3 separate regions of the Mus musculus genome follow, and all the other regions are linked to region 2. A link is a contact called in public HiCAR-type and promoter capture Hi-C data. All regions are on one chromosome and are shown on one strand. The core of a region is the stretch at or near the end of the contact, and the rest is flanking DNA. Distances in the headings are between cores, read along the strand shown. Region 1 holds the start of Orc2 (origin recognition complex, subunit 2). Region 2 holds the start of Wdr12 (WD repeat domain 12). Region 3 holds the start of Trak2 (trafficking protein, kinesin binding 2).

Region 1 (2,700 bases), core at 99-2,598, 1.6 Mb after region 2:
TTCATAACAGTAGTAAAATTACAGTTATGAAGTAGCAAAAAGAAACAAACAAAAACGTTATGATCAGGGGTTACCACAACATGAGGAAGTGTTAAAGGGTCCAGCATTAGAAGATTGAGAACCACTGTTCTAAACAGCTCCCAAAAAGTCTGACTCCATTTCTTCCTTCCCACTATTATATTCCACAGATAATCTTTCAATACAAATGTGGCCAGTCCCTTAAGTACCAACTTGTAATTCATAATATCTGACACTTTGACACTTTATTCATCTATTTTCATTTTGCTTTTCTTCCTAGAAAATTCAAATCAATTCAGGCCTTAGTTTTCATATCTCTTCCTTTAAGGAAAGTGTTCCTGATTCCTTCTGGTCTTATAATTATATAATCCTGTGCCCTGCTGTTAGGAACATAACTTAAAAATCATTCTCTGTAACTTGGAAACCATTTTGTATGACTTGAAATAACGCAATGCATGTGCAATAGAAGTTTGCCACCAGGTAGCTCTGATGAGACCTAGAAGCAAACCACCGGCAGGTCACCTGGAAGCCCAGTTACCAGCCTAGCCCCGGACGGTCCTTGATATGGTTAAAAACAAAAACCTAACCACAAGGTGGTGTTAAGATAGTGAACCAAACCCAAGTTGTGAGCTTGATTTTCAGAGCTCAATGAAATGATACAAAGGTTGGAACTTTGGGATTTGTGCTCTCTAGGCATCACATTTATAGCCAGTGTGTTTATATCCATTGGCAAGAATGAGTAAGTATTCAGCTGCCTTATTCTAGCACTTTCCCCAAGACTGTATGTTCAGTTTCTTCTCGTTCAATTACCCAGAAGCTCAGTTATTCAGAGGTGCCTCTACTTGAGTATTGTATTCTTACTGTTGGTTCTAAGTATGATAAGTTCGGAATAAGCGAATCCAAATGACGTAGTCCTGTTAGTAAACAAATATTTTCATGTATCCCAGCCAGATTCACTCGTTTTCCTTCTCATTTCCTCTGTATAAGCCCCCTTTTCGTGTCTTTATTTCATTAGTTGTATGGTCCTATTTTCTTGTTCATGCTCTGGCTCCGCCCTCCCTCAAACCCTTGAGATCCCTTTGCATCATATGCGAGCAGGTATTCGCTGTTCCTCAAGCGAATCCATCTTCATTATCTTTTTTTTTTTTTTTTTTTTTTCCTCAGAGCAGCTAGACTAACAATATTAAGATTGACATAAAACACCAACCAACCGTACAACCGGGGACGCTGCCCTTAACTTCCAGACAGCTAGCACACACTTGTCTCTCCAGAGATCCGGCGTGCTCCGCGCACGGTCCCTTCCCCCGGAAACGGAAACTGAAGAGATGAGGAAAGCCCGGGAACCCACTATTGGTTGGGGGATCTGTTTTCCGACTGAGCGAGGGCCTATGGCCCGAGTCAACGGGCTTGCGGCGCCGTCGCTCTGGGCGGCTCGGCTCCCCATTGGTTTCTTAGGGCACCGCCCACCGGCGGCCGGGGATTCAGTGTGCTGCGCGCAGCTCCCTTGCCCTGCTGGGCGCGCAGGTTCGGCTTGGACCGGTCGACTCTTTCCCTAGACGCTGGCCTCCCCGGGCCGTTCTGGGGTGTTCCGCGGCGGCGGGAGTCCTGGCTGGCGGCTCAAGTGAGCCTCGCGGCCGTTCTCCCTCCCGCCGGCTCGGACTCGAGAGGTGAGTCCCAGTGCGCCCTGCTGCAGCCGCGGCTCACTGCGCGCTTCCCCCGACACCCGTGGCCTTGCCGCTCGCCCACCATGGCGGGAGATGACGAGGCCGCCGGGCGCAGGCTGGAGGATGCTGGGGAGCAGCCCCCCTGGGTGAGAGGCGCTGTCTGCGAAAGCCAAGGCTGTCCTGTGGCGAGAAGTCTCCTGCACGGACCGTGCCTGCTTTCCGGCTAACCCGGCCCTTTATTTGAGAAGAGAATGAAAAGGAACTGTAACAAAAATGGCAGTGTTCTGCCAGAGGAGAAGGAACTCGGAGGGATGTAGCTCAAGGGATCGCGGGATGGAACGACTGCTGAAGTCTGTTCTGTTGTCCCGGCCGGGTGTCCCTAAAGGTCTCCTTGGGGCAGTGCTTGGTTTGAAAAATGTGTTTACTCCCAGAGGAAAGTGCATGGCTGCCAACACTTGGTGCTGCCTTGTAGTTAGTTGACTGTGAAGAGAATTGACCCTTTAGCCCTACAGATAATCACTATCCGTTATAGATGCTCCCTGTGGATATCTGCATTTCATTGGTTGATTATGGGCATGTGCATTCATGTGGATGTTGGTGCATATGTGCCGGTAGTGTGTGTTAATTTTAGATGTCTTTTTGGATCGTTCTTAACTGAGGCGGGGTCTTACTCTAACCGGGTCCTTGTTGGTTAACCAGCTTGCCTCGGGGAACCCCATTCTCCTCCTCCCCAGTTCTGAGTGCTCCTCAACTTTTAAATGACTACAAGGATCTCAGTTCCCATTCTGACGCTTGCAGGACACGTGCTTTTAGCCACTGAGCTGTCTAGTCAGCCTCCCAGATTGCAGTTTTCTTGTGTATCTGTTAGGTAGTGTTTTTCTGAGGAATTGCAGAAAAGAAGGGGACATTCTCTTAGGAGGTCTTGGTAGGAATTTCAGTTGAGGTGATTTTGTTTGTATTACATAAAATATCTTAAAAATCGGAGATGTTGTATAAATGCATTTGAGGCTGAACAGGC
Region 2 (2,877 bases), core at 367-2,866:
ACACTGTTATCAGCAAACCCAATCTGAACAAGGAAATTTTTTTTCCCTGTATTTTGGGCAGAGGTTTTTCTCATTTTATGCCTCCACCTACATCAGTGGTAAAAACTTCTATTGGTAGCTCTTATGAGAAAAATAGTTAACATTTTCTGAGTGCTTCTTATGCGACATTAAATTGTCACAGCTAATCTTAGTGTGGCACAGAGGTTAAGTAACAGGTAGAATCAAATTCAGGCATTCCTGTAATGGGGCATGCAATTCTGTAAAATGAATAAACTGAGAACAGTCATGCTTTTTGGGTCGTTGTCCACTTAACAAATGATTGTTTTCGCCTCCAACTGACTAGATAACTTCTAGTTTTCTACGGATTTAAATTTAATTAGGCGACATATAGAAAACCTCTCACCATATTCACTGGTTCACTCATACCGCTAAGCCAACACATTTTGCAATCCAGTTCTGCCTGACTCTAAATTGCTGTCTCAGAGTAGTGTGTCCCTGTACCCCACCCTACCCCCGGAGGTTTTCAGACGAATGCCTTAAAAAAGTGACTTTGGGATCTTAAGAGTAATAGCCCCCATCTATTCTCCACTCAGGAAAATAACTAGAGTAATAATCGAGACCATTGAGACCGAGACAAGCCTTTGAGTGACATCAAGATTAAAAAAATAATTAATAATTAATAATAATAATAATAATAAAAGAAGCCCGAAAGCAGGGGAGAAGGTGCAGAGGACACTTTTCTAAACGTCAGACTCGGAAAGGAGGGGAGAGGCCCCTCTCGGGCGGGCGCTCCGGCCCAGGACTCGGATGCTCCGTGGCGGTGGTGCGTTCTCGGGCTCCGCACCCTCTGCGGGACAGACACCTCGCCTCCCCCTGCGGCAGCCTGCCTTCTCCCGGCCGCGGGGCCCCTCCCGGGCCCACGGCGAAGGAGCCGCCGTGGAGGCGGACGAGGGCGCAGGGACAGCGCACAGCGGCGTCCGGCGACGGCCGGGGGCGGGGGCCGGCGGTTGCTCCCAGCCCGGGAGGGTCAGGAGGTGACGGGAGGAGGCGGCAGGGGGACGAAGGGAGGTTGGGAGGGAGCGTCCGGTCGCTGGGCACAGACAGCTCTGCCAGGCCTCCGGCTCCCCCAACCCTGCCGCCGCAGCGAGCCCCACAACGCGAGAGGGGAGTCCGCCGTAAGCAGAAGGGAGAAAATTCAAAACGAGACTACTCAACCTCGTCTTGGCTCCGAGGCCGCGCCGTGGAGACCAGCACAATGCGCAGGCGCACCCCTCCTGGAGGCGCAGCGCAGGTCCATCAGATTAGACCCTTCTCAGCCACCGTCGCCCAGTTCCCTTCCGACTCGTTCTCCTTTCCCGAGTTTCCGCTCTGAAGCCAGAGGTAAGAACACATGGTCTCGGCCGAATTTGGCTGTTGGAACAGTGCACACAAGACGAACAGATGGGACCTTTGTCACTCAGAATAAAGAAGCAGGAAGTGTAATATCTGCCCGGAGAAAGGAGTATTAAAAGCAGATATGAGACCCTAAATGCGGTGTGGCAAAATAAATAAAGCCTACAACTCCCAGTGTTCAGAGGGTCTGAAACGCGCTCCCTTCTGGGGTTTGTAGTATCTGAGCGCTGAGTCTAAAGGGTCTGGGTCTAAAGACACGCTTAAAATTTGGCTCAAGCTAGTTATTTTCTTTATTTTCCTAATAGATTACGAATCTAGATAGATAAGAAACAAAAGTCTTAAGGGGACTGGATGCTTTTAGGACTACGCTTGACTAATCGATGTTTCCTAAATCTCGGAATAGGTACTTGATGTGTGCGGGCTGGGCGCTGGTGGAAATCGAACCTCGTGGTATGTTCTGTAGGAACCTGAGGGAGCTAACTGAAGCCTAGCTCCTGCTGCGCTTGCGGCGCAGTCTACCTTAGAGCTGCTTGATTATCAACGCACACATTTTCGTGGAGAAGTCTCGTGTGTATATTCAGCCATGGCACAACTCCAGGCACGTTTCTACAGCGAGAACAAGAAGTAAGTAAGGGTTCCAGCTTCTGTCCCTGTCTTCCAGGAGCCGATCTCGTTTGAAGACTCCTTCGATTTGATCCTTGCTGTTTTGACTGGGGATATACATTAAAGAAGAAACGGACAAGGTTTTAGTAAATCAAAGTTGAAAGAACTTTAATAATTATAATGGCTACAATTAAAAGAATTTATTGCAAATAAGATAAGCTGACTGATAGAAAAAAATAAAAAAGACTTCATTCGCCTTCCCCTTCACGTGCCCCGCACTTCTGCCCTGTCTCATTTGGAAGCGGTGTTCACGTCTTCTTAAATCTCCGTTTTCTACCCACTTTCATGAGCTTTTCATAATTTGACGTGTGTGGAGGACCAGGGCTTCACGTTTGCTTTCTGCATGCTGCACACATCATGTCAGTAATTTGAGAGTTGAACAGGCTTGTCCGTTAACGGTGTCTCGTGGTTTCTGAAAGCACAACTTCATCCCCCCCCCCCCCCCAAACAGACTAGAAACTGGCTATGGAGTTTGTAGAGCTGTTTTTTTAATTAGAATGAAGCCAATTCAGTGTCCGATTTGATTAGGTGTATTTTGTGTGAGTGTGTCCAACTTAGGTTTCTCTTGTTGTGATAAAACACTGACAAAAAGCAATTTGGGGAGGAAAGGGTTACAGTCATCTCAGAGGAGGCCAAGATAGGAGGAACTCCTGGCAGGAACTGAAGCAGAAACCAGAGGTGAGGGGTGGGGGTGGGGGCAAGCTGCATTTGCTCTCCCAATGGCTAGCTAGCTAAGTTTGCTTTTAAAATACAGGGTGGCTCTACTCAGTGGGCTGGTTCCTCCTACATCAGTTATTAGTCCAGAAAATGTTCCCGCAGACT
Region 3 (2,903 bases), core at 270-2,769, 1.1 Mb after region 2:
AGGCAGAGGCAGACGCAGGCTGATCTTTGTGAGTTCTAAGCCATCTAGGGATACCAACATAGTGAGACCCCATCTTTAAAATATGTGTGTATGTATTTACTCATAAATGTGTGCATATATATGTATATATATATGTGTGTGTGTGTATGTATATATATATGTGTATATATATATATGTATATGTATATATATATATATATATATATATTTAAGAAACCTGTATTCCTAAACATAATGATGAGTACTTCAGTGTAGTCCCTTGCAATTGTACCTAAAAAGCTAACCACAATAAAGCTTTATAAATAATCTAATTTGTTGCATAATATAGAAGTCATACCCAGGCCTTTCATTTGAAAGGTTAACACTTTAAATGGACACCAGAGGGGCTATGTATTTACAAGACTTGGGTTTTGCGTTAATCGAGGTATTCAATGGTCTACTGTTACAGGAAATGCCGACAAAAACAAAAAACCTACCAATACTCTTTGTTAGGCTTCAAAATTACAGTAATTCTCAAGGTGATCTTGAAATCTCATAAAACCTTAACAAAGATCATAGCGAAGCACACAGCTTAATCCAATTTTCCAAACTTAGTATCATGACTCATGGTTTCAACAAATATTTACGGAGTGCCAAGCACTGTGCTATGCAGGTGCTGTCACAAATCATGATCAAGTTTGGAGGAAAGGTATTTGACATAACAAACCCACGAGGGGAAAACAAGACATCAAATGTAAACACTGAAGACAAAACGAAGCCTGGACATTTAATTTGGAAAAAGGTCCCTTCGACGTCTCTGAGCAGACAGGTCTGGGGCCAGAGTGTCTTCAGCTTGGGAAGTCGCCAGGCCTGTGTGCGCTACCAAAGGTAAGAGCTGGGGGAGCGGGGCGGCGGTAGCTGGGTTCCTGCACCTGGCACCGCTGCTGGGCACCCGGGAGCCCCGGCCCCCCCGTGCGCTGGCACAGAGACAGAGAGCGGGAGCCGGCGTCCCGCAGACTCCAGCGGCTGCTCGGCCGGCCGTGTCAACTCCGGTAAGGAGCGGAGGCGAGGACTGGCCTTGTAGCCTTCCGCTGTGCACCTACCGACCTGCGTTCCCTGTCGCTCCCCGGGTCCCCACACCATCCCGTGCTGGCCTGCCTCCCCTCATTACCTAGGCGGTGACCAAGGCCAGCGACTCTCCAGACAGCGGGCGCTGAGGGGAGGCGACACGCGCGAGCCCCGGGACCTGCCTCGCGAAGGGGCGAGGCGAAAACACTAGGCCGGCTTCCAGGGTGAGCCTCAAGGCACAGAAGTGCAGCACGGCCTGGAGAAGGCCGGTCGGCCTGGACTTCTGCCCTAGCCCGGGGCAACCGGCCGGGACGGGATTCGCCCCACCCCAGCGGGGTCGGGGCCCGCCGCTCCGCCCCACCGCGCCTCCAGCTTCTAGCTCTGGAGTGAGGAGGCGGGGCCCTCGAGCTGTAGGCGGGACGGAAAGCAAACTACAGTTCCCAGAAGGCTTTGCGCTAGGGCCGCAAAGCCTGTTGGGAGAGTGGGTCTCCTTTTTAGCTTCCCTAGCTGGGTGGGGGCTGCCATTGAACCGGCGTCACTGCAGCTCCAAGGTCGCCCGGTGATGATGTGAGAGCGCCTGCCAGTTCCTGCCACGCCCGGGGGGGTTAGCTCGGTGGCGGCGGCGGCTGCTTCAGATGCTGCTCTCAGGCTGCCGCGCATTAGGGGCTTCTTCCTGAGCGAGTGTGGGCGGAAGAGCGAGGACGCCGGGCCATTCCCGTGAGTAAGCTCCCGCGTGCGATTCGAACTTGCCCTTGTCAACTTCTCTCAAAGGCAGAGAAGCCTTCCTGTCCCGCGTCCCTCTGGTCCCCAGAGGTCACTCACGGAAGGATTCCGCCCCGAGATGGGAAAGGGATGTTTCCCAAGTGTGGGTGCAAACTGATGGGAACTGGGCGGTAGCCTCCGGGATTCACCCTATCTGCACCTCTGAAGATTGGCAGCTTCCCATCCTTTGCCAGACAGAGTCCATCTGGAGCTCTGTCGTTTTAGGATGAGTGGCTTTAGTGTCTGGACGTTAAACCTTAAGCTCTCGGTGGCCATCTGTGATGCAAATGGGAGGAAAGGACACTAGAAAGAGCTCTTTCTTTATTGGGCTTTTATTTGTAATTGATTTGGAACCAAACGCCACATGTCTTTTTAAAAGAAATAAGGAAGACAGACAGACAGAAAGACTTTTGGTTGAAGCAAAAAGAATGAATATTGGCAGTTGTGTTTTCCAGTGCCAGCACTTCTGAGTCCCAGACACTTTTTTTTTTTTTTAAATCACAATTATGGCAGTGAAGTCAATTACCTGCTTATGCATCTTTTTCTGCATCAGGAAAGATGGTAATATTTCGCTGGAAATTCACTTAGCTTATGTAAGGACCACTGAACAAAATGAGCTAGACTCAGAGTTCTTGCTCTACCTTAGTAAAAATGTTTGTGACCTTTCAAATCTTTGCTGTCCTGTTAAAAGTCTGAGCTACAGTGAGCTCCAAATAGCATATTAATGGTGGTGACACTTGAAAACGAATTGTGAAGGACATTTGGTGGTGGGAAAGGGCAAAATTAAAGGCACTTTATCATCTCGGCCACTCTCCAGCTTTCTATTTTTAAAATTAGGTAGTATCTGGCAAGCCTCAGATGTTTAACCAGCACATACATACCTATGTGAAAGACAGTGCTCTTACCCATACCCATTTTTACTGATGTGATGATGTACACGGTTCACCTAACCACGCACATTGCTCACTAGTTGCACTGGAGACTTTCTGTATCAAGTCGAGATTTACACCCATACCTGCTTTGCCTCAAAGTTATGAACCAGGTTAAAAGAATGGTTAAGAAGAATTTTCATAGTTTGCTAGTACTCGCTCCAT

What was found. Promoter capture Hi-C pulls out the DNA fragments that hold promoters and counts their contacts. HiCAR-type assays count read pairs that join an accessible place to other places.
Region 1: a contact with region 2 is called in a HiCAR-type map of astrocytes, with 4 times the contacts expected there. The contact joins the promoter of Orc2 here to the promoter of Wdr12 in region 2. A contact is called at or near these places in 1 of 115 datasets of contacts at active chromatin or transcription factors (astrocytes) and 2 of 9 other capture datasets (adipose tissue and liver).
Region 3: a contact with region 2 is called in a promoter capture Hi-C map of liver, with 3 times the contacts expected there. The contact joins the promoter of Trak2 here to the promoter of Wdr12 in region 2. A contact is called at or near these places in 2 of 39 promoter capture datasets (both in liver), 1 of 115 datasets of contacts at active chromatin or transcription factors (astrocytes) and 1 of 9 other capture datasets (adipose tissue).

Annotation. Positions count from the first base shown.
Region 1 is chr1:58,503,757-58,506,456 of GRCm38.p6, reverse strand. It overlaps Orc2 (origin recognition complex, subunit 2), which reads left to right and starts at 1,348. Exons shown (of 18, transcript NM_008765.3): 1 at 1,348-1,685. Gm15834 (a long non-coding RNA gene) reads right to left here and starts at 1,341. Exons shown (of 4, transcript XR_865442.3): 1 at 1-1,341.
Region 2 is chr1:60,096,646-60,099,522 of GRCm38.p6, reverse strand. Wdr12 (WD repeat domain 12) reads left to right here and starts at 1,616. Exons shown (of 13, transcript NM_021312.5): 1 at 1,616-2,016. The coding sequence starts at 1,976. It overlaps Carf (calcium response factor), which reads right to left and starts at 1,276. Exons shown (of 16, transcript NM_139150.5): 1 at 1,216-1,276.
Region 3 is chr1:58,972,098-58,975,000 of GRCm38.p6, reverse strand. It overlaps Trak2 (trafficking protein, kinesin binding 2), which reads left to right and starts at 1,519. Exons shown (of 16, transcript NM_172406.3): 1 at 1,519-1,764. Stradb (STE20-related kinase adaptor beta) reads right to left here and starts at 1,479. Exons shown (of 12, transcript NM_172656.6): 1 at 1,151-1,479.